Regions from separate parts of the Sus scrofa genome. Here region 1 is linked to region 2. Evidence: chromatin contacts called from public HiChIP or PLAC-seq data. All regions are on one chromosome and are shown on one strand. The core of a region is the stretch at or near the end of the contact, and the rest is flanking DNA. Distances in the headings are between cores, read along the strand shown.

Region 1 (3,303 bases), core at 368-2,867, 160 kb after region 2:
AAAACAAATTCCCAGCCTTAACAAAAAATTAAGTGATAACAACCCAAACAATCTGAGAGACATTATGAACCTTCTGGGCCCACAGTCACACCAATAACAGGGCTGCACCAGCTAACCGTCAAGCAGCTGTGGCACAGTTTGCTAGAATCACCGGAAGCAGTTTTGGTTGTAGACAGTTTTGCACAATTTCCTAGTCATTTTTAATAAGCTGTCCTCATACTACTCTGACATAAAATATGCCATTTGCAGCAACATGGATGGAACTAGACTCATACTGAGTGAAGTCAGAAAGACAAAGACAAATACCATATGATATCACTTATATCTTGAATATAATATATGGCACAAATGAATCTTTCCACAGGAAAAAAAAAAAAATCATGGACTTGGAGAATAGACTTGTGGTTGCCAAGGAGGAGGGAGGGAGTGAGATGGATTGGGAGCTTAGGGTTAATAGATGCAGACTATTGCCTTTGGAATGGATTAGCAATGAGATCCTGCTGTGTAGCACTGGGAACTATGTCTAGTCACTTATGATGGAGCATGATAATGTGAGAAAAAAGAATGTATACATGTATGTATAACTGGGTCACCATGGTGTATAGTAGAAAACTGACAGAACACTGTAAACCAGCTATAATGGAAAAAAATAAAAATCATTATATAAAAAAAATAAGCTGTCCTCCAATATTTGTTTTCTTTTAAGCAAACAGCAAAATCCAATTCTACACCAGTCGTTCATGGTCTTTATACAAGAAAGGAGCTCCCAGCATGTTTCACTGAAACCCTGGAGTCTTTGAAGGGAGTCCTCTATTTTCCCGGCTATCCAACCCTGAAGAATGGGTGCCCGGTTCAGCCCTTCCAGGTCCCCTACCGCTTCGCGACAGCTCAAGGCCCTTCCTCTGCAGGACCCTGATGAGATTACTCAATTGATTATAGAAAGAGGTTATAGCAGGTCCCGGCAAACACCTGGCAGGGCATTGAAACAGCCCAAGTCCGAGAATGTCATCGCGGCCGCAAGCACCCAACCTGCCCCGGATCCTGCCCCTAAAGCTCGGGGTACGACCAGGTCCTCCCGACGGACACCCACCTCCAGCCAGGAAGGAACGCAACCAGTAGAAGTCTCGGCGAGCGGCGGGTCCTCCGGTTCCTGCTGCCTGCGGCATCGCAGGAGGTGGCTCGGCCGCTGCCAGGGCCGCCGCCGCCGCCATCAGGATCAGGGCCGCGCAGGAGCTTTGGTCGCCAACTCACAGTCCAAGAGCCCTAGCCATGCCCAGAGCAGGCGGTGACAGGGCACCCCGCCGCCGTGCGGGCGGGACGGAATACCGCCGGCGGTGCAGCGCGGCGCGGGCTGATGGCGTACGCCAGAGGCGGGGCCTGGATCAAGGCCCGAAGGGGGCGTCACCTCCCCCCACCCCCACGTTGGACGTGTCCCCACGCCCCGGCCTCACCCAAAATCCCTGCTTCTGGCTGGAGTCACTCTTCAGGCCTCTTCTGTTACGGACGGAGGAAGGGAAACATGGCCAGCAAGAAGGTCCTTCCAAAACCCGCCACCTCAGAAAGTCCTCCACCGTCCGTTGACCTGTATTGACCACTGACCTGGAACCGTCCAGCGGGCTGCTTATGACCTTCCTAAAAATGAGCCCCAGGAGTTCCCTTCGTGGCTCAGTGGTTAAAGAATCCGACTAGGAATCATGAGGTTGCGGGTTCCATCCCTGGCCTTGCGCAGTGGGTTAAGGATCCAGCGTTGCCATGAGCTCTGGTGCAGGTCGCAGACGCAGCTCGGATCTGGCGTTGCTGTGGCTCTGGTGTAGGCTGGCAGCAACAGCTCCTATTAGACCCCTAGCCTGGGAGCCTCCATGTGCAGCGGGAGTGGCCCTAGAAAAGGCAAAAAGACAACAACAACAAAAAATTCCAGCCTTTGCTCACTCTTTCCAGGAACCTCTGAAATTGTAGTCTCTCCCACCAAATCACCTCTGCCTTCTCTGAGCTTCTCGCTGAGCCTGTTTCTGCCTCCCTAACGGTTCACCAGGAAGCTTCAATTCCACCCCATCACCTCTGCCAAAGAAATAGTTGCTGAAGCAAGTTCTTCTTTCTTTGGGGCTCTGTGAATTACACAAATACTTCTGACTTGCCAGGAGGTTCTGAATCTCTGTCTTATGCTTAGCACTCAAATTCCACCGCTCTACCCACTACCAGCTCCTAAACTCTCAGGAACTTCCGTTTCTTCTTACTAGCCCTACTGTATTACAAGACTGTACTTTTTTTAACCACCCCTTATGGACACTATTCTATTGCTATGAATCCCTCATCACTTCCAACTTGAGCAAAATTCATCCCTATTTTTTTTTTTTTTTGTCTTTTTTTAGCTATTTCTTGGGCCGCTTCCACGACATGTGGAGATTCCCAGGCTAGGGGTCAATCGGAGCTGTAGCCACCGGACTACTCCAGAGCCACAGCAACGTGGGATCCGAGCCGCGTCTGCAACCTACACCACAGCTCACGGCAACGCCGGATCCTTAACCCACTGAGCAAGGGCAGGGACCGAACCCACAACCTCATGGTTCCTAGTCGGATTTGTTAACCACTGCGCCGCGACGGGAACTCCAATTCATCCCTATTCTTTGTGACCACAGTTGTTCTGAACTTTTATCCTCTGTCAGAAATTATCACGATTTTCATTAATACTTACTCCAACCTTCACTATTATTGGCACTGGTCCCGTTTCTCTTTCCACCCATATATGCCTCTGCAAGGTGTTTCTAGCCACATTTAGTCATTAATGATGGGTCTAGATTTCTTTTTTTTTTTTTTCACTTTTATGGTATGCCCTTTTTTTTAAGGTTAGCTTTTAATGGATTTGATAGTCATGTGCAAATTTGATCATAATATACAAGAGCCAGTGTTTCTATAGAGCTATGTCTGAACAAGAACAGAATCTCAAAATACAGCATAAACCTGAACCACTAGACTTTTTTTGGCTTTTTTCTGCAAGTTGTCATATTCTGATCAAATACAAGTCTTGCTTCCCCACAGGTGCAGTGTTTCCTTATATGCTCAAGGAGTGGTATTTTAGATGCCTGGTCACAGTTCTAAGCATTTCTTGAGGGATGGATTAAATGGATTCAGACATCACAGTACATATTCATAGAGCAAAAACTTGTTCTCATTCTGACACCTCTTTACAACTAACAGAGATACAACATTAAGTTAGGATTTTTACCAAGAAACCGTGTTGGCAGTTTTTCCCCTTCTAATGAGATCTGTGCTGCCCTGGATGTTCCACACACATGATTACTAGAA
Region 2 (3,404 bases), core at 492-2,991:
CAGCCGGAAAACACTACTATTTTTACTGCATAACGCAAACATGGTGGACAAGAAAAGCCCTCCCCGCATTTGGCTGCCGAACCACGTGGCTCCCTTTCCACGCAGGTGACGCGGGGTGAGGGCGGAGCCTTACAGAATTTGCTCTCGCTGGGAAAAAGCGGACTTCTCCAAAACTCGACTCCAGGATTCTTGCAACACAAACAGGAAGGAATACTTTCGCCACTTCACATCTCCCCGCGAAAGCAGAAAGGTGGCTTTGAGAATTTGAAGGTTTTAGGGTAAGCAAGAAAAGCGGAGTTACTGACCCTCCACCTTCCCCCGACCCCAACAACCAGGCCTTCCACCAACGCGCAAGCGCACTTCTTGCCTTCCGCGCCAAGGCGGGACCGACTCTCTTGCCTCGCGAGAGCGGGGCCGGTGGGTCTTCCTCGCTCTCGCTCCACCCCCTCCTTCTCTCTCGCGCTCTCCCATCCCCCCAAGCCAGTCGCTCTGCTGCGCAGCTCCCTCAGCGGTTGCCACCGCCGGAGACGGTTGGAAGAACCGTTGTGGGAGCGCTACACGAGGCAGGCGACTTCTCCTTCTCCACGACCGGGCCCCGCAAGCAGCGGAGTCGGCGCTACTGTCGCTCGACAGGGTATCTGAAGTAAAAGGGGGTAGGTTGGGATGGTGGTTTCGAGAGTGGAGTCGGGAGAAGGACGAAAGAGAAACTGGGAGGGGGTGGGGCGGGGCGAAGTGTGGAGGTCGCCGCTCGGAGGTGGCCAGGCTGCGCCCCCCCGGGCGATCTCTCACTTCGGGGGCGGCCTGCCGGGCGGGGGGGGGACTTACTCAGGGGGGATTTAGTGGACGAAGCCGAGGCCCGAAGTGGGGCTCATCACGCATTTCCCGTCTTTTCCCTGCTGGTTTGGCTTCCGCCATTTTGGGTACGGTGGCGCGGCCACCTGGGCTTCCCGCCCTTCTCCTCTCTTTCTGCTTCTTGCCCCTTAGCTTCCGAAAACTGATTTAGGAGTCCGGGGAGGGGGGCGGTGGTTAGAGCGCCTCGGAAGGGATGTGGGTGGGGAAGGAAGCGAGCTGGGAAAGGCTGGGCACTTGGGTGGGGGGAGGCTCAGGGCCTTCGGGCGCGCTCCGGTTGGAAATGGCGCCGGATGGGCCTGGCCTCCCACCGCGGCCTCCCTTCCTCCGCAGTCTCAGCTGGGCTACCTGGGCTGGCGGGACTGCGAGTGACTTCTGACGCAGATTCCCAAGATGAGAGAGGCTGGAGCTGGGGGAGGAAAGCCAATGGCGACGAAGGCGCTCAACTCCCAAACCCGGGACAAAGGAGGCAGACGGCCTCCTTTGTAATTCCGCCGCCGGGTGGCGAAGGTTTTTAAGCCAAGCTTTGCTGCCGAACGGGAAGGGGGGGAAGGGGCGTACTCTCCCTAGCTCTCTGGTCTCTAGGGCAGCTAGATAAAACGAAAAGCCTCCGGGGAGGAATAAAGGACGCTTAGCCGGCCCTTATATTCCAGGTTTGGAGCTTCGAAAAGAGTACGTACTCATTTTCCAAAGGGTTTTTTCCACTTAAACCGTATTGGGAGACTTTATGGGTAATTGTAAGCAGAAAAGCGGGTGACTTACCGAATAGGAATGTGCAGTGGGGCTTATTTCAAGCAGGTGAACCAAGATACGACTTTCTGAACCTTTGGGCGGGGGCGGGATGGTTTAGCAATGGTTTTGTGTAGTTTGGCGAATACTGTGTTAGAATTTAAGTAGGTGGTTTACTTTTGGGAAACAGTTGTTAAAAAACAACCAGTGATGGAAAAAATGTGTGTATAGGAATTGCGTTATCGGCTTTCACCAATCTCCAAGATTTTTATTTTGTGCAAAGATTGTTTTGGCATTAAGGCTGTGGAAATAAAATACTTCAAAATACAGTTAGGGTTTATTTTCTTTCGGTAGCTAAGCGAATTTTCTATTTGGCTTAGGACTATAGTAACATTTTGGCGAAGAAAATAACCCTACTCAACAGAAAAACAAACTGCAAGCCCAGTCATGTGGTGCTGTGATTTTTTTTTTTTTTTTTTCGGTCCTTAGAACATTGGAGAACTGGGTCTGTAATTTTCACTGAAAACTGTGCAAAGTAAAGGACAGGCAAGGCATGAGACTTCCAATAATGCATATGAATCTTTACAAGTGTGTTTATTTTTTCATCTTTAAAAATGAAAAAGATCTTCATGATGTTGAAGATGTTCTGTGTTTCTATGCACTTGTAAAGACATATAGCCCAGTTTCTTATAAAGTCTTGTGTGGTGTAACAGCTTCCCTGATTGGATTACCCTAGAAACCTTTTTTCCTGCCCTTCATCTGCATCATGATTTGGAAATGCATCTAAATTGCTTTTTATATTTTAAACAACTGTGTAGTTTTGGTATTCTTACTTTGTTAAACAAGTGATTGAACTGCAGTGGGTGGTAACTTTGTTCTAGAAAAGAAATCCGTTTAGACACCTCACCTCCAAGTAGTAGTGTGTGAGTCTATTTTTATTTAAAATTGAGCAAGCACAATGAAAAGGGAATGATTTCCATTTTATTTAAGCATTTCATCACCACTTCTGACCAAAATTTTGAAGTTACCTCTCATTTTTTAATTTTCTGGCCAAACCTGTGCCACAGCTGTGACACCACAGGATCCTTCTTAACCTGCTGACCAAGGAACTTTTTTAGAAGCATGGTTTAGGGTTGTTTATTAATGTATCAAACCCTTTATGTTATAAAGGAATTTTATCTCATTTGGCTTCTAAGATGTTTTTTCTTAACAGCTTTGAGATACAGTTCACAGATCGTTAACTTCATCCATTTAAAATCATACAGTAGTGGTCTTCTGTGACTGGTTTCTTTCACTTAGCCTAATGTTTAGGAAATTACATTAAAAATTTCATACAGAACTGACAAACTGTGTATTTCAGCTGCTGGTGTTTTGATTGATGCTAACACTAGAAATTTTTAAAGCAGAATTGCTGTGACACTTGTAAAGAAAGGTTGAGAAGGATTATCCTGAATAATTGGTAAACACTTTTTTTAGGTAGTTTCTGAGACAACTTTATTAAGGTATCAGAACAGATTGGTGTTTTTTTTTTTTTTTTTTTTTTATGCCTTCAGGTTTTGTCTTGGTTTGGTTTTGTAAATAGAATTCCAGGTTCTAATTTTGAGTTTTGAAGAGTTAGTAGAGTGTGGGTTACTTTGTTGTGTACTCATTCACATGGGATGGAGAGTCATTCTGAAGTAGTTTGTCTTCCAAATCTGCTTAACCTTTCCCCAAATTAAAATTGTGTTAACAGTTTGGTGTGTTCTTTATAGACTGTATTGTTTTTATGCACTTTGGAATAGGCTGATCCAAAAATCAAAGCTAGTATAGTTTGCTTGCTAGTATTT

Evidence for each region. HiChIP or PLAC-seq counts read pairs in DNA pulled down with a chosen protein or histone mark.
Region 1: a contact with region 2 is called in an H3K27ac HiChIP or PLAC-seq map of alveolar macrophages. The contact joins the promoter of SLC25A16 here to the promoter of PBLD in region 2. A contact is called at or near these places in 1 of 47 Hi-C or Micro-C datasets (epiblast stem cells) and 2 of 2 datasets of contacts at active chromatin or transcription factors (alveolar macrophages and skeletal muscle).

Annotation. Positions count from the first base shown.
Region 1 is chr14:71,649,724-71,653,026 of Sscrofa11.1, forward strand. SLC25A16 (graves disease carrier protein) reads right to left here and starts at 1,618. Exons shown (of 9, transcript XM_021072451.1): 1 at 1,091-1,618. The coding sequence starts at 1,211.
Region 2 is chr14:71,485,801-71,489,204 of Sscrofa11.1, forward strand. It overlaps PBLD (phenazine biosynthesis-like domain-containing protein), which reads right to left and starts at 1,742. Exons shown (of 10, transcript XM_021073523.1): 1 at 1,612-1,742. It overlaps HNRNPH3 (heterogeneous nuclear ribonucleoprotein H3 (2H9)), which reads left to right and starts at 495. Exons shown (of 10, transcript NM_001243555.1): 1 at 495-653.